2 separate regions of the Anser cygnoides genome follow, and region 1 is linked to region 2. A link is a contact called in public Hi-C data. All regions are on one chromosome and are shown on one strand. The core of a region is the stretch at or near the end of the contact, and the rest is flanking DNA. Distances in the headings are between cores, read along the strand shown. Region 1 holds the start of CEBPA (CCAAT enhancer binding protein alpha). Region 2 overlaps PEPD (peptidase D).

Evidence for each region. A called contact is a pair of places that touch in the nucleus more often than the background predicts.
Region 1: a Hi-C map of fetal liver shows a contact between it and region 2, with 2.1 times the contacts expected there. The contact joins the promoter of CEBPA here to the enhancer-like site in region 2. A contact is called at or near these places in 3 of 7 Hi-C or Micro-C datasets (fetal liver and liver).

What each region holds. Positions count from the first base shown.
Region 1 is chr12:10,878,926-10,881,625 of Taihu_goose_T2T_genome, reverse strand. It overlaps CEBPA (CCAAT enhancer binding protein alpha), which reads right to left and starts at 1,340. Exons shown (of 1, transcript XM_048068849.2): 1 at 1-1,340. The coding sequence starts at 910. It overlaps LOC125183365 (a long non-coding RNA gene), which reads right to left. Exons shown (of 10, transcript XR_010834360.1): 4 at 2,052-2,238.
Region 2 is chr12:10,825,939-10,828,638 of Taihu_goose_T2T_genome, reverse strand. The region is part of intron 11 of PEPD (peptidase D); the gene reads right to left. Among named protein-coding and RNA genes, the nearest start is that of CEBPG, 37 kb to the left of the region's middle. Within about 2 kb of position 1,423, at least 1 of the 3 cell types and tissues checked has open chromatin away from gene starts, as enhancers often do. A contact at or near this core is called in fetal liver, where this site is marked.

The sequences.
Region 1 (2,700 bases), core at 91-2,590, 53 kb before region 2:
TCTCCAGCTCCCGGGTGAGCTGCTCCACCCGCTTCCGCAGCCGCTCGTTGTCGGTGGTGAGCTCCAGCACCTTCTGCTGCGTCTCCACGTTGCGCTGCTTGGCCTTGTCCCGGCTCTTGCGCACCGCGATGTTGTTGCGCTCCCGGCGCACCCGGTACTCGTTGCTGTTCTTGTCCACTGTCTTTTTCGATTTGCTCCGGTGGTCCGCGGGCATCATCTTGAGCGCGCCGGCGGCGGGCAGGCCGCCCGGGGGGTGCGGGTGGTGCGGGTGGTGCGGGCTGGGCACGGGCGTTGGGGGCGGCGTGGGGTGCCCGGGCTGGAGGTGCATGGTGGTCTGGGCGCAGTGGGCGATCTGGTACTGCAGGTGGGAGGGGTGCTGCTGCGCGGCGTGGTGGGGGTAGAGGGCCGACAGGGCCGCCGACTTGACCTCCTCCTCCTCGCGGGGCTCCTGCTTGATCACCAGCGGCCGCAAGCCCGGCGCGGCGATGCGCTCGTAGAGCGGGTCGAGCTTGCCGTCCATGTAGCCGGCCATGCAGCCGAAGAGCGGCTGCTGGTGGTGCTGCTGCTGGTGCCCCGGCGCCGAGGCGGCGGCGCCGGCCCCATGCATGCTGTGGAAGTCGAAATCCCCGGCCAGGATGGCCTTGGCTTTTTCCTGCTGCTTGCTGTGCTGGAAGAGGTCAGCCAGGAACTCGTCGTTGAAGGCGGCGGGGTCGATGTAGGCGCTGATGTCGATGGAGTTCTCGTTCTCGCAGATGTCGCCGAGCTCCGCGCCGCCCGCAGCAGGTGCCGCCGCCGAGGGAGCCTCTCTGTAGCTGTAGGCGCTGCCGGGCAGGGGAGTCTGGAGCTGGTGGTGCTGGCCGCTGCTCATCGGGGGCCGGGAATCGACCTCGTAGAAGTTGGCTTGCTCCATGAAGCACCTACAGTCTGCCGGGCATGGTGAAGGGCTCCTGCAATCCAGGTTTCGGACGGGGCGGCGGCGGCGGCTCTGCCAAGCCCGCGGCACCCCGCGGTTTCCCGGCGGCGAGCAGCACGGCGCGGCTCGGCACGACTCGGCACGACTCAGCTCGGCGCGGCTCGGCGCGCCCGGAGCCCGTCCCCCGCCCCAGCCCGGCCGAGCCCCGCTCGCTGCCTGCCTGCCCTGTTGCTAGTGGCTTGCCTGGGTCCTGTGAGCCGTATATATACACCCCCGCAGCAGGGCCGGGGATCGCCCTCTAGTGTCCACCTCCTGCCGGGAACCTTTGACCACCGCGCAGCCGGGTCTTAGCGCCCCGGCCGGGCACAGCCGCCCGCCCGCCCCCGGCAGCCGCCCCGAGCTCGGCGGGCTCCCGGCGCTGGGCTGCGCTCTCGGGGGGGGGGTCCCCGAGCTGCCCGAAGCCTCCCGGGGAGGTGCGGGGAGCGGGGCCGTCGCCCACTGCGTGCCCGGGGCCGCTCGGCGCCCTCCCACCGGCGGCGCCGCGGAGAAAGTCTCAAAGTTCAGCACCGCCCGCGAGTGCTCGCAAATATTTGGTCAGACGGGGGGAGACGCGGGGGAGCCCCGCCGGGTTTGCCGCAGGACCGACGGCGCTTTTCTAGCCGAGGGGCTTTGTGCCCGGAGCGCCCCATCCCGCCGCACCTGCGGAGCGCGGCTGGCCCGGCCCGGCCCGGCCCGGCCCGGCAGAAGCGGGGACCCGCGGATCCCGGCCCCGAGCGGCGCTAGGACCCGGCCGGGGAGCGCGCAGGGACGGGGGGCGGCGGGGGCTGCCCGGCTTGGCTCGGCACGGCTCGGCCCGTGCCGCTGGGGCCGCTCCGGCAGCTGCCCCTGCCCGCAGGCTGGCACGATGCGGGGCGGACGCTTGGCTGTGCCCCGCTCCCGGTCCCGCAGCGCGAATGGAGCAGGTCCGTGTAATTGCAGCCTGCCCGCAGCGCGGCACGGCTCCCGGCGCTCACCCGGGATAAACCCGGGGCGCGGCGGGGCGGCAGCAGCCAGGTGGCCCGGGAGGAGGCGATGCTCCAGCGGGCTGCGGCGCCCCGCGGCTCCCGGCCGCCCACCCTCCCTCCGGGGCCGCACGGACCTGCCTGCTCCTGGGCACAGCCTTCCGAGGAGCCCGGTGTGCAGCCTCAGCTCGGCAGGGGTGCGGACGCCCGGGATTTCCTCTCGCCGCCATCCCGCAGCCCGCAGACGAGGCGTATCGGGGCTCCCTCGCCTACCTCCTCGCGTCGGGAAGCCCCCTGGCACTTAGCTCTGGTGGTCCGGGTCACCTGGAAAGAGGCAGAGAGAAAGGACGTGTCAAGGCTTCTGGAGCAGGTGTAGGCAACTGCTAGAGGAACATCTGCAGAGAATTCAAACGTAGCGGTGGCTGGCAAAAAAATGCTGTATTTCTTAGTCCTGGGTGTCTTAATAAGCCAGAAACTTGTGACAGCAAGTTGCTTGCTCAGAAAGGGTTTGACAGATTCCTTGCAACTAACAGTAATTGACAAAATCTTAATCAGGAAACAATATTACAATGTACCAAGAACCCGTTTTTTTGTATCACACAGTACACATGTGAACCTCCGTTTCATGAGCAGAAGGAAGGCAGCAGTCAGCTGGCTTTCTGACCACAGAATGTACCTTTCAGTAACAATAGAAAACAATTAAAATCCTAAATTCGTTTTACATATGGTGAGTATCTTCTGAAATTATATTTCAACACATAAGCAGTGGCTAGAAAGGCCACTGCC
Region 2 (2,700 bases), core at 174-2,673:
GAACGTAAAGCAGAAGCAGCATACAAAAGTAATTTGGAATTACTGCGTACTATTTAGCTACTTTGGTCGGAAAGTGCTCTGGAAAGGCCTAACAGGATTTTTTTGGCCGCTACTTAGGGCACTTTGTGGTTGTAATGTGACAATGATTAAACCACAAATGATTTAGCAGGGTTTTTTTTTGTTGTTGTAGGGTGGGTTTTTTTTTTTTTGCCAGCACAGATGTCACAATCCTACTAAAAAAATTAGTATGGCAAGGTTATAGGAACTTCTCCCCAAATTGTGCTAAGGTTAAGCTACATTGTATTTCTGAGAGTCCACAGACAAGGGCAAAAGGCCTGATGTCCCCTGGCAGTGCCACTGAAATGCAGACACAACATGCAATCCCTGTCCAGCCAACAAACCACTGGAACAGCTTAAGACCTGCCAACAGGCAGTAACCATATCAGACAAAACAATAGGTCCTTAAAAATTCTAATCAAACCCAGTTTAAAAAACAAACCAAAACATTGTTTAAATCATAGAAATGATTATTTCTTTCCTCTTCACTTGGGTGCTAGAGAAGAATTTGTTGCCTTTCTGATTTTCACGCTTTCCTTTTGGCACACTAGATCGGAGAGCAAACAGTTGCTTGGGTTTCCAGCCAGGTAAGGCAACTCTGGGCCACAGGGCATAGAAACCAAGAGCAAGAAACCAGAAGTCTGTACTCAAGCACTGACAGCATCTGGACAACAGTGAGGCTGTTCTCAGCTTCATACCACGTGTAGATAATTGCCTGTACAAGTCACAGCCAGCATCAGACAAAAAACTCATCCCTCAACCCCCCAGTAAGATGTACCTGGCTGACAGGAGCAGGAGCTGCTATAGGAAAACAGTGACGGCCCCACTACCTCCAAAATACCGACCACACCTTCAAAAGGCTGAATGAATAGCCTTGTACTCCTGGGTTGTATCATGGTATTTCTTCTGCATCAGTATCACAGCGGTTTTAGGGGGTAAAACCCATCCTCCCCACTATAAAGTCTACATATGATGCTCTAAAACACATCACAGGGATCATCAAGATCTTAAGAAAAGCAATTTCAACAGACGCAGATGTGGAGCAAGTGGAAGGATTTTTTCCATGTCTGGAAATCTGCAATATTCAGATTGAGCAGCACTGTCAGATACTACGAATTTCACTGCATGCTTCTTCCACATAGGTTTATGTTGAAAAGAGGAAAAGGCTTGGGGGAAGGCAGAAAGTGCCCAGAGGGAGTGATTGTGGTGTGGAAACTTATCAATCTTTGAAGCTTAGAAAAGACTCTGTTTAGATAAGATTCAGGGCAAACAGAATAATCTGTCTAGCAGGTTTGCACTCTGACAGCTACAGCTGATATAGTGTCAAGATCGAAAGACTCACGAACTTTGTACTCCAACTCAAATTACAACGTGTAACGTACATTTCCTGAATCCTGCACTGGAAGAAAATCAGTGCATGTCAGACCATGTAACAGGTTATTCCCCCAAAGCCACTGCTAAAATCAGGACTGTACAACGTTACAGTTGTAACGTGTACCTGTTACAAAATTAAGACAACAGGATTTATTTTTTTAAGCAGTCTTAAAACATTATTCACTTGAGAGAGGCTAGAAAACTGCCACCAATGCAGGCTCTAAGACTTCTCTTTGCTTTGTACAAGTAGCATTTTTGAAGAACCACTGAAAGTAGTGGAAAAATCCATGTGCACAGCATAGCTGGAAAGCTGCAAGTTGGCCCCTGTCTCATGGAGAAACTGCCCCCAGGACTGGTCAGAGAGCTGCACACCAGGGTGACTTCAGGGCAGAAGGGCCCAACTGTCTGGAAGTGCTTGGTTTTATACACTTGGAAATAACTCAGTGTTATTTTTGTCTTACTAATGTTGCAGTGGTCACTGTATGCATGGGTCAGCTCCTGTGTATTAGTCACAAACAGCAAAGAACGGCTCCCAGGTGGTTTGCAGTGAGACTCGCAGTCTGAAATCTTGCATTTCAACAGATCGTTGCTTGCACAGAGGGACTGGAGGATCTGCTGAATTTGACAGAAAAAAAAAGCCTTTTTCTTTCACCCCCTGCTGTAGGTTAATGCTATTCTGGGCAAGGGTAGGTTACATGTCTAACAATGAGCTCTCTGCTAAGCAATGACACCATATTTATGTAATAGTATCTTGCAAGGATCAAGGATTGCTACTTGACTGTCAGCACTGTTTGTGCATCCTTTACTTCCTTCAACTTTTATTTCTTAGGTGGCAACTGATGCTTTAGGCATTTATACTGACAATAACTGAATTAATTTACCACAGAAAGCTACATTACCTTTTTGGGTCAAACTCAGAAAGCCAGTAGTCAAAGGTAAACTTATTTATGAACCTTAATGCTAGCTAGAAAAACACAGCAAACTCCACTGAATAGAAAAGATAGAGAGCAGATTACAAATATTTTTTTATAGCATAGATTGACAAGATTTATTTTCCAATCTGTCTTTAACACAATAACACATTCTTAGCTGCAAGGGGAAAAAAAATACTGCAGTGTCATTCAGTAGGACTTTCAAATATCAAGTACTGGTTATAACATGCCCTGAAAGCATTTGTTCTTCAGGAGAATTGGTATGAAATCTTCAACTTCTGTTATTAATATTTTATGCCTGAGAATAATTTTTTTTTGCTTCAGATATTACAGCACA